Regions from separate parts of the Macaca mulatta genome. Here region 2 is linked to region 1. A link is a contact called in public Hi-C data. All regions are on one chromosome and are shown on one strand. The core of a region is the stretch at or near the end of the contact, and the rest is flanking DNA. Distances in the headings are between cores, read along the strand shown.

Evidence for each region. A called contact is a pair of places that touch in the nucleus more often than the background predicts.
Region 2: a contact with region 1 is called in a Hi-C map of CD4 T cells, with 3 times the contacts expected there. The contact joins the promoter of ALG8 here to the promoter of INTS4 in region 1. A contact is called at or near these places in 3 of 14 Hi-C or Micro-C datasets (CD4 T cells, fetal cortex germinal zone and liver).

The regions. Positions count from the first base shown.
Region 1 is chr14:78,410,906-78,417,111 of T2T-MMU8v2.0, forward strand. It overlaps INTS4 (integrator complex subunit 4), which reads right to left and starts at 4,010. Exons shown (of 22, transcript XM_077963963.1): 1 at 3,933-4,010. The coding sequence starts at 3,986.
Region 2 is chr14:78,566,790-78,572,281 of T2T-MMU8v2.0, forward strand. ALG8 (ALG8 alpha-1,3-glucosyltransferase) reads right to left here and starts at 3,458. Exons shown (of 13, transcript XM_077964035.1): 1 at 3,334-3,458. The coding sequence starts at 3,354. LOC114672365 (a long non-coding RNA gene) reads left to right here and starts at 3,520. Exons shown (of 3, transcript XR_003722706.2): 1 at 3,520-3,915; 2 at 5,401-5,492.

The DNA of each region.
Region 1 (6,206 bases), core at 2,760-5,259:
CAGCCTGGGCAAGAGTGAGACTCTGTCTCAAAAAAAAAAAAAATTATTTTTCATTAAAAAAGAGGGCTACTGCAATTAGATATGAGGGCCATGAATTAGGACAGGAACAGCAGGATGTTAAGGGGACCACATTCCAGAGATGAACGGGTCATGATTGATGTTAACTCCTCTTTTGTGCTTCCACTGCACTCTGCACATATTGCACTCACAGTAACTTCAGCAGTATGATGCACTTTATCATTGACACGTTTTATTTCCATCTACTATACTGTAACTTTCTGAGGACAAGATCTGCATCTTTTTTATCTCTGTATCCATAGTACCTAGCACATGGAAGACACTCAGTAAAAGCTTGCTAATGAATACCTTATTTATTTGTAATATTAACCATTCCGCAGACATGATACAACTCCTATGATATACTCCCATCAGATCCTCAAGATTTTCTTACCTTGTAATAATGTTCCAAGAGAATCCTGACTACTCCCTCTACGCTTTCTGCCTCGACAGGCTTCCTGGCAAACTGGAGCAGGTATTGCAAAGCATCTGCTGGGGAGGTAGCTTTACACAGATCTATGTGGAGTGCTGCAGATTTACTTGGTTTTGTTAGTCGGAGTTTCTTAGTAGCAATTTCCTCCTGTTGTTGCTGCAAGGGGTAGAGAAAACTGAAAACACAGAATCTGCAAATATAACTTTGCCTCATTTGGTGGAAATAATTTTCCATTATACCAAATAATATATTTAGCTGACAGACTTAGGAAAATAGTGTTATAAACTCGAAAGAGTACCCGGTTGGTGACAAGGTCATGAGTCTCAATTTTGCCTTTACTAGCTCCTATGACTTTAGGCAAGTCATTTAATTTCTCCAAGTCTCAGTTTATTTCTCTGTAAAATAGGTATACTTTATTTTTTCTTAGAGATGGGGTCTCTCTATGTTGCCCAGGCTGGTCTCTAACTCCTGGGCTCACGCAATCCTCGCACCTCAGCCTCCCAAAGTGCTGAGATTACAAGCATGAGCCACCATGCCCAGCCTTACACCAACATTTTGCTCTACCTATCTCTGAGGATTGTGGTAGCCTTTGGGTTTAGAGGTAACACGAAGGATCTACTCCATTTTTTTGAGACAGAGCAAGACACTGTCGCGCAGGCGGGAGTGCAATGGTGCAATCTTGGCTTGCTACGATCTCCACCTCCTAGGTTCAAATAATTCTCTGACTGACACCCAACACGCTGGGATTGTAGGTATGTGCCACCTCCACCTACTAGGTTCAAGCAATTCACCTCCCTGACTCCCAGCTAGCTGTGATTACAGATGCGTGTCACCACACCCAGCTAATTTTTGTATTTTTAGTAGAGACAGGTTTTTCCATGTTACCCAGGCTGGTTTCAAACTCCTGGCCTCAAGTGATCCCTCTGTTTCAGTCTCTCAGAGTCCATTCTTTATTAGAAAACAAATATCAGACAGGGCGTAGTGGCTCACGCCTGTAATCCCAGCACTCTGAGAGGCTGAGGCAGGCGGATCACTTGGGGCCAGGAGTTCAAGACCAGCCTGGCCAACATGGCAAAACCCCGTCTCTACTAAAAATACAAAAATTAGCTGGGGGTAGTGGTGTATGCCTGCAGTCCCAGCTATGCAGAAGGCTGAGGAACGTGTGAACCCAAGAGGCAGAAGTTACAGTGAGCCAGGATCGTGCAACTGCACACCAGTTTGCACGAAAAGGGCAAAATTCCATCTCAAAACAAAAGAAAAGGAAACAAATATCGGATGGGCGTAGCAGCTTACACCTGTAATCCTAGCACTTTGGGAGGCTAAGGCAGGAGGATCCCTTGAGCCCAGGAGTTCGAGACCAGCCTGGGCAACATGGTGAAACCCTGTCTCTATTTAAAAAATAATAATAATAACAATAAAATAAAATAAATTTCCTTAACAGTGCATTTTTATGTACTGAGCAATCACCTCCTTACAAATCCACATTTCCATAGAAAAGAGACTAGAATTATTCTAGACAAGAACACAGTATGACATGACAAAAAGAACAAGGGCTTTGGAGTCAGAGGAATTTATATTCAATAACAACTTACTAGCTAGGGAAGGCCTTCTTTTATAGGAGGGCATACCAATACTTTATTATCACAGAGTTATTCGATAAATCTAAGTTACTAAACATAACTTTATTATACATATACGTAAGTGCTAGGCACATATCAGTTCTCCTTCCTCATCTTTTCAGCGGAGAAAAAAGAACAGAAGCACTAAGATCTCATTTAATCACTCTATGTTAACAACTGATGAAAAATTAAGTGAAGAAATTAGCTCTTCCCTTAAAATTCTTAGCCATTTCTATCCTATTCCTCTCAAACTCAGTTTTCAGTCTTATCAAAGCTGTAGTTAGGTCAAAAGCTAGGAATTTTTTCCCTAAGTATTATGTAAGGGAGAGGACAACCAATATCAACTGTCATTCAACCACTAGTAACACTTTAGTGAGCCAGGCCCTGTTGTCCATCTCCAGGACATGGAGACGAACCAGGCATTACCTCTGCCATCAAGGACCTCATACTGGTGGGAAAATAGGTACACTGGTAATTACAGTAGCATTGAACGAAAAGTACAAAAAGATTAGTACCACAGAATGCTACAGAAACAGGTGAAGAAAAGACTAAGCTCTTTACGAGGTTTCAGTTGGGTCTTGCAGCACAAATGTTAAGTCCACTGGGTGGAGAACAAAAAGAAAGGGAAGAATAGCATGTATTCTGTATAAAAGAGACAACCAGTGCAAGAGTTTGGAGATATGCAGACACATGAACACATGGCATATCTGGTCATGTGAGGATGGGTGGAAGAGGGGTGAGCAGTCTCAGGAAATGGGAACAACAGAATGTTGGGAAGAAAGGAAATTACATTGCGCAACAGTATTACAGTACTAATGTTCTTAATGCCACTGAACTTTACACTTAAAATTGTTAAAATTCTAAATTTTATATTATGTATTAGCATATTTTATATTATGTATTAACATATTTTACTGCTGGATGAATGAATCAATGTTATGTTTAAGGATCAGTATCCTGCTGGATGCTCTGTCTTGCCACTCTACAAGTCTAAGGATCTAAGAATGCAATCGATGCATTGGCATGAATTTGGGGGCATGTCAGGAATGCAGAATCTTGCCTCACCTCCTCTGCTTGACTTATCAAATAGAATCGACATTTGAACAACGTCCCCAGGTGAAAATCTGAGAAATAAGACATTAGGATGATTTGGGATCAACCCTAGCAACATCTACATGGAGACACACGGAGCATCACTGACCGCTCTGACATGGGCTCTGTCCACCTGTCACAACTTCATGGTGAGAAAGGTACTGTCCTCCTTCCTAGGTGAGCCGTTCCACCAATGGAGAGCTCTTGCCCTATGAAGTCTGTGACTCCCGCCTGCTTAGACTGCGCCTGAAGGAATTCTACAGACCCTTCTTTCAGCCCCTTAGAACCTTGTGTATATTCCAACTGGTCCCTGAGAGCTTTTTTTTGGAACGTGGGGGTGGGGAGGCTAGAAGGGTCTCTGCTGCTAACTGGTGAATCCTCGTACCTCCCCGGAAGGCTCAATGTCCACATGTGGAAAACGAGGATGCTAATATAACGCGATGTAGCAAAGTTGTGTGAGAGAATAAAATGAGATAACGGATAAGACAGTTTCACAAATTAAAAAACACTGTCTCTCCTAATAATTTTTTTAAAATTCTGTCAGACTTCACATATTAATGACAACAGCGGCTGCAAACTAACACGCCCACTAACGTGCAATATTAGAGATTATCAACAAGTCTGCACTTAACACGGGCGTATGGAGCCTGTTCTGTTCTGGCAAAGTGCATGGGTTTTGGATAATCTACCCTGGTCCGGATCGGTTCTGGATCTTTCCCGCCAGAGCTTACCTGAACCACTTTCGTGAATTCCTCATAAACCCGCTTCTTAAGGTGCGCCGCCATGCCTGCCTGCGGGCCCTCTCAGCTTCCGTACACTAGGAGGGAGGAGGGGGGGTGGACGGATCCGGAAAACTTGTCTAGGCGCGGGGGTGGGTGGATGACTTGCCGAGATCCCACAAGGCAGTGGGGTTTGGGGAAAGAGCGACCGCTTCCTGTTGCTCGACTGCACCGCCACTGCACGGCCTGATTTGGCGGCCTAAGCCTCCTGCGCCGGAAGAACGCAAACAAGAGCGCCGCTTGTGGGAGGCGTGGCCTCTGGTGGGAGGAGCCGAGATTGAAAGGGTGGGCAACCCAATGGGAGCTTTGGGAGGCTGGCTGGTGGCCTTGGAGTGGCTAAGAGACTTGCGCGGTGCGCGCGAAGGGAGGGAGGAAGTATAGGTTAAAGGGCAGAGGCGGGGCGATCCAGAGCTAGAGGCAAAACCCGGAGCCCTGTAAGGGGTTTGACTAGTAAAAGGATTTAAAGAGGCACAGCTGACATTCCCATCATCCTTTTCTGTACACGATGTGGCTTATAGGTTTCCTGAGCACTGCCTTTGTTCAAGCTGTGCGCCACCCCTCTCCTGTTTTGGGGTGCCTTTCCATACTCCCTTATTCCAATTTTGCAAAAGCTGCCATCCTTTGAGGCATCAGTCCCTGCTCTGATAGCTATAGTACAGTAGAAAGACATCTGAGACCAAGGATAAAGCAACGAAGCTACAGACGACAGTTCTGGTTCTTAAGCAAATGGCTCAACTACAAATGCATTTATAATAACCTGACAAAGATGTGACGGTGGAGTGAAATAATGCAGGAACATTTTATAGACTGTAAGGTGTAGTGCACATGTTAGTGTCAGTAAATCCAAGGTCAAGTTTTACAACCTACATGAAATTAGCTGTTCATTGTTTTGGTCTTTCAAAAGAATTAATGTGGGCCAGGCACGGTGGCTCATGCCTGTAATGCCAACACTTTGGGAGGCCGAAGCGGGTGGATCACTTGAGGTCAGAAGTTCGAGACCTGCCTGGCCAACATGGTGAAACCCATCTCTACTAAAAATATAAAAATTAACCAGGGCATGGTGGCACACACCTGTAATCCCAGACTCTTGGGAGGTTGAGGCAGGAGAATCACTTGAACCTGGGAGGTGGAGGTTGCAGTGAGCCGAGATCACGCCACTGCACTCCAGCCTGGGCAACAAAGCGAGACTCCGTATCAAGAAAGAAAGAGAGAGAGAGAGAAGAAAGAGAGAGAGAGAAGAAAGAGAGAGCGAGAGAGAAAGAAAAAGGGAAGGAAGGAAGGAAGGAAGGAAGGAAGGAAGGAAGGAGGGAGGGAAGGAGGGAAGGAGAAGGAAAGAAAGAGAGGGATAGTTAAAAAAAAAAAAAAAAAAAGCAGGAGGCTGAGGTGGATAGGTTGATACAGAGGACCCAAAAATAAACAAAAGATAGTATTTATCCTCAAGGTCCTACAGTCTGAGAAGACAGACACCCAAACTGATGGTGACAGTGCAACTGAAATGTGCTGGGTAACGGGAATGAATGTAGTTCAAACAGACCTAATTTCCTTAGAGTGCCTTAGGGAAGGCTTTCCTAAAATTAGAGGAAACTGGGTGTGGTGGCTCACGCCTGTAATCCCAGCACTTCGGGAGGCCAACGCGGGCGGATCACCTAGCTCAGAAGTTTTGAGACCAGCCCGGGCAACATGGCGAAATCTACTAAAAAAATACAAAATTTAGCAGGGCATGACGGTGTCCCATGCCCGAAGTCCCAGCTACTCCGGAGGCTGAGGTGGGAAAATCGCTTGGGCCTGGGATGTGGAGGTTGCAGTGTGCCGACATCGAGCCACTGCACTCCAGCCTGGGCAACGAAGTGAGACCCTGTCTCAAAAAAAAAAAAGAAAAAGAAAAAGAAAAAGAAAAAAGCCTGGGCGCGGTGGCTCACCCCTGTAATTCCAGCACTTTGGGAGGCCGAGGCGGGCAGATTACCTGAGGTCGGGAGTTCGAGACCAGCCTGGCCAACATGGTGAAACCCCGTCTCTCCTAAAAATACAAAAACTAGCCAGGCGTCGGGGTGGGTGCCTGTAATCCTAGCTACTCGGGAGGCTGAGGCAGGAGAATCGCTTGAACCCAGGAGGCAGCGGCTGCAGTGCGCCGAGTTCGGGCCACGGTACTCCAGCCTGGGCAACAGAACAAGACTGTCTCAAATAAAAGAAAAAAAAAAAAAAGGAGACTATTTCTAATGAGGCTTT
Region 2 (5,492 bases), core at 2,208-4,707, 160 kb after region 1:
CACCCTGGGAGATAAGAGCAAGACCTTGTCTCTAGAAAAAAAAAATAAAAAATAAAAAATAAATTGGTTTCTGAGCAGTAGGTCTCAACAGTGGGCTTATTCAGTAAATCATGCTGTAAATAGATGTGCTGCCATCCAGGGCTTTGTTGTTCCATTTATAGAGCATAGGCAGAGTAGATTTAGCATAAGTCTTAAGGGCCATCGGATTTTCAGAACAGTAAATGACAACTGGTTTCAACTAGATGTCCTAGATGGCATCTTCCAATGTAAGTCTGTTTCTTCTACCTTGAAAATCTATTGTTTAGTGTAGCCACCTTAATCAGTGATCTTAGCTAGATCTAGAAAACTTACTGCAGCTTCTACATCAACACTTGCTGCTTCACCTTGTACTTTATTATGGAGATGGCTTCTTTTCTTTCTTTTTTTTTTTTTTTTGAGGCGGAGTCTCGCTCTGTTGCCCAGGCTGGAGTGCAGTGGCCGGATCTCGGCTCACTGCAAGCTCCGCCTCCCGGATTTACGCCATTCTCCTGCCTCAGCCTCCCGAGTAGCTGGGACTACAGGCGCCCGCCACCTCGCCCGGCTAGTTTTTTGTATTTTTTAGTAGAGACGGGGTTTCACTGTGTTAGCCAGGATGGTCTCGATCTCCTGACCTCGTGATCCGCCCATCTTGGCCTCCCAAAGTGCTGGGATTACAGGCTTGAGACACCGCGCCCAGCCTCTTTTCTTTCTCTTTTTTTTTTTTTTGAGATGGAGTTTCGCTCTTGTTGTCCAGGCTGGAGTGCAATAGCGCGATCTCAGCTCACTGCAACCTCCAGGTTCAAGTGATTCTCCTGCCTCAGCCTCCCAAGTAGCTGGGATTACAGGCATGCTCCACCATGCCCGGCTAATTTTGTATTTTTAGTAGAGACGGGGTTTCTCCATGTTGGTCCTCTGGTGATCCACCCATCTTGGCCTCCCAAAGTGCTAGGATTACAGGCACGAGCCACCGTGCCTGGTTGATGGCTTCTTTTCTTAAACCTCATGAACCCACCTCTGGTAGCTTCCAAATTTTCTTCTGCAACTTCCTCACTTCTCTTAGGCTTCAAAGAATTGAAGCGTTAGGGCCTTGATGTGGATAAGGTTTTGGTTAAGAGAATGTTATGGCTGGTTTGATCTATCCAGACCACTAAAATGTTCTCCATATCATCAAGGTTGTTTTACTTTCTTATCACTTGTGTATTCACTGGAGTAGCACTTTTAGTTTCCTTCAAGAACTTTTCCTCTGCACTCACAACTTGGCTGTTTGGCACAATGGGCCTACCTTTCAGCCTGTCTTGGCTTTCAGGATGCCTTCCTCATCAAGCTCAATCATTTCGAGCTTTTGATTTAAAGTCACAGATATGTGACTCTTCCTCTCACTTGAAAACTTAGAGGCCTCTGTAGGGCTATTAATTGGCCTAATTTTATTATTGTATCTCAGTCAATAGGGAGGCCTGAGGATAGGGAGAGAGATGGTGGAACAGCTGGTTGGTAGAGCAGTCGGAACACACAGCATTTATTAAATTCACCATAGTGTTGCCCCAAAGCAATCAGAATAGTAATATCAAAGATCACTGATTACAGATCATCGTAACAAATATAATAGTAATGAAAAAGTGTGAAATATTTCAAGATTTACCAAAATGTAACACAGACACAAAATGAGCACATGATGTTAGAAAAATGGCGTTGATAGAGTTGCTCAATGGAGAGTTACCACAGCCTTCAATTTGTTTAAAAAAAATGAAAATGCAGTATCTGTGAAGTGCAATAAAGCAAAGTGCAAAAAATGAGGTATTCCTGTACATGTGCTGCCAAAGTGAGTGCTATATACATTCTTAACCTGGACCAAGAGCAGTATTCAAAATAACAACCCTGGCCAGGCATGGTGGCTCACGCCTGTAATCCCAACATTATGGGAGGCCAAGGCAGGTGTGGACCACTTGAGGTCAGGAGTTTGAGACCAGCTCCCGGCCATCATCGTGAAACCCATCTCCACTAAAAATACAAAAATTAGCCTGGCGCGGTGGTGCACGCCTGTAATCCCAGGTACTCAGGAGGCTGAGGCAGGAGAATCATTTGAACCCGGGAGGCAGGGGTTGCAGTAAGCTGAGATCGTACCACTGCACTCCAGTCTCGGTGACAAGGTGGGGCAAGCCTGTCTCAAAAACAAAATAATAACAAAGAAACAAAAAAAAAAACAACTCTGAGGATACATTTCTAGCCCGAGGCAACTAAAGCAAGAAATATCTTCTTAATGCACAGACCTACAGTTAATCATTTTACTGAATCTACATACACATTCCACTTATATGATTACATATACACATCAGTATAGACTTACATTCTATACATACGACTCTCCCATACTCAACAAGAAATCACCAAGAGCCTGAATCAAAGGATACCAATAAAACAAACCCTAAACTAGGAAGTGGGAGGGAAAGGAGAAAAGGGATGAGGGAGAAAAAGAAAAAAGAGGAAGGATGGAGGCAGGGTGGAAGCTAATATTAATAAATATTGAGTACCTACTGTATACACACCACCATTTGATGGTTGCTTCTTGGTTTCCACGCTTTCAGTCTTGGCCCTACATCCATTTTTTACACAGCAGTCTAACTGTGGTCTTCGAAACCCTGTGTTATCTGTCCCCTGTGCACCCCATCCTGTGCCACTCCTCTTCTTCAATGCTCTGCAGCCACAAGAGGCACTTTGTGTTCCTAAAATGCTCTGACTTCTTTCCTGCCACAGGGCCATTGAACTTACTCTTTACTATGCCTGAACTGCTTTCCACATCACTTATTCTTTTTTCATTTTTTGAATTTCAACTCAAACATCACCTTCTAAAGGAGTAGCGCCCAGCCACTTAGTAACCCTCTATTTCCTTTATCACAATCTGAAACGTTCCTGTTTGTCTAGTTCCACCCACCAACTTCGAGAGCAAGGACCAGTAATGTCTTGCTCACCACCGCACCTCTCGGGAGTTAGAAGGGTACCTGGCACCTCAGGCACCTGTTAATAGTGGCTGAATGGCTGTTCGAAAGGTTCTTAAATGCATATTAAGGATAAGGACCCTGAGGTTCAGAAACATTAAAGTGACTTGTTCCAAATCCGACAGCGCCAGGTCTGAACCTAGCCAGCTGAGGCTAAGTCAAGTAACAAACGACGAAACGGAAAGCTTAGCAAAAGCAGGGTACCGACAAACACGACCTTAAGTTCCTTCTCTTTATAACTAGGGATATCCACACCTCTCTCTCCCGCCCTGACCGACCGCGGGGCCTCCCCGCCCAGCCCCTGGCCGTGGGAGTCCCTTACTAGGTGGGGATGAGAAGGCATTTGAGGAGAGTCACCCCGAGCGCCAAAGCCGAAAACCAATTGCCAGTCCCCGCGGCAATTGTGAACGCCGCCATTGCTGCGGCACCGCACGCTTCCTACCAACTTGATCCACATCCGGGATCCCGCGCATGCGGAGAAGGCCCACTGAAGCGGAGCCCGCGAGCTGCGCGCATGCGGCGAGCCGCGCAGCCAGTCCGAGGACTGCAGTCAGCGATTTAAACCTCCCGGCCACTTTTTCTTTACAGCCGCGTTTCCCCCCGGGCAGGAAGGGCTTCTGCCCTGGCCTTTGTAGCCAGTTTTAAGTTTTATCGGCTAGTTCATACTTGCATAGAAAGAGTGGTCGTTTGCTCTGAGTCATCACTGTGTAGTATTGGGGATACTTAGGTGAGGAAAAAAAAAACAACGCTAGAGACGTGCATGCACTAGTGGAGAAGTCAGGATTGTTGCCCTAGAGTTACAGTAGATAAAAGTACCATGAGAGAACTGCGGGGGCTCCCAACCTGGATGCCTGCACCGGAGTATTAAATCCAGCTAGAGAATGGCATGTGCAAAGATACAGAGGTGAGAAACATTGTTTTTAGAACTCTGAGCGAGGCTCTTGGCTCAGCTCCTCCTTGAGCGGAACCCATTCTGGAAGCAGGGTGGAGGCTAGTCCTAACGCTTACTGTACAGATAACCTACGGTTCATGTTAAAATTCAGATTCTGATTCAGTAGGCCCAATAAAGTCGCAGATTGCGAAAAGACTGAGGCACATGCAATGGAATTAGACTTGTCTCATTATTTTACTGTGTGATCTTGGACAAATTATCTAAACCTCAGTTTCTTTTTTTCTTTTATTATTTTTTTTTTGAAAATAGGAGATAAAAATGGTTTCTGGCCGGACGCGGTGCTCACGCCTGTAATCCCAACACTGGGAGGCCGAGGCGGGCGAATCACCTGAGTTCAGGAGTTTGAGATCAGCCTGGCCAACACTTAATTAAAAATTTTTAAAAAAATTAGTCAAGCATGGTGGCGGGCGCCTGTAATTCCACTTACTCTGGAGGCTGAAGCTAGAGAATCACTTGAACGTGGGAGGCGGAGGTTGCAGTGAGCTGAGATCGCGCCATTGCACTCCAGCCTGGGAGACCAGAGCGAAACTCCGTCTCAAAAAAAAGTTTCAGCCTCATAAAGTGGTTGTGAGGATTAAATAAGGATGCATATAAATTGCTTGATATGATTCCAGGACAGAATAAATGCTCAATAATGTGTCAGATCAGTTAATTATCTTGCTGAAAGATGCATAGCAAGTCGGTGACAGTGTCACCTCCCTAATATGAGTTTATGCCCTCCCACAGCTTCAACCGCCACCCATGTGAATATGATGCACAGATTTATAGCTCAGCACTCCTCTCACTTCCAGACCCTGATCTCCAGTTGACTACCTGACCTCACGTAGATGTTTTCGTTTTGTTTTTGAGAGACAGGGTCTCATTTTGTGGCCCAGGTTGGAGGGCAATAGTGCAAACACAGATCATTGCCACCTTGACCTCCTGGGCTCAAGCAGTCCTCCCCACCTCAGCCTCTTGAGTAACTGGGACCACAGGGATGTGGCAACGTGTGTGTGTGTGTGTGTGTGTGTGTGTGTAGAGATGGGATCTCCCTATGTTGTCCTTGCTGGTCTCAAACTCCTGGGCTCAAGTGATATTCCTGCCTTAGCCTCCCAAAGTATTGGGATTACAGTTGTGTGCCACCATGCCCAGCTACTTAGATGTTTTAAAGGCACTTTGCATTAATTTTCTATTTCTGCTGTAACAAATTACCATAAACTTAGTAGCTTAAAACAACACAAATTTATTCTCTTACAGTTCTGTAAACCAGAAATTTAAAATCAGTCTCACTGGGCTAAAGTCAAGGTGTCATTTGGATTGGCTGCTTCCAGAGGCTCTGCAGGGAGATGGTTTTTCTTGCCTTTTTCAGCTTTTAGAAGTTGCCTGTATTCCTTGGCCCCTTCCTCACATCACTCCAACCTCCTTCCATCCTTACAATCGATTACTTTCCTGTAATAGCTACGGTCAAATGGGCAGCTGAAGATGATGATGAAGATGATCTTGACACCGAGAAGCAGAATACCAATGAGGATGACCAGACAGCAAAAAAG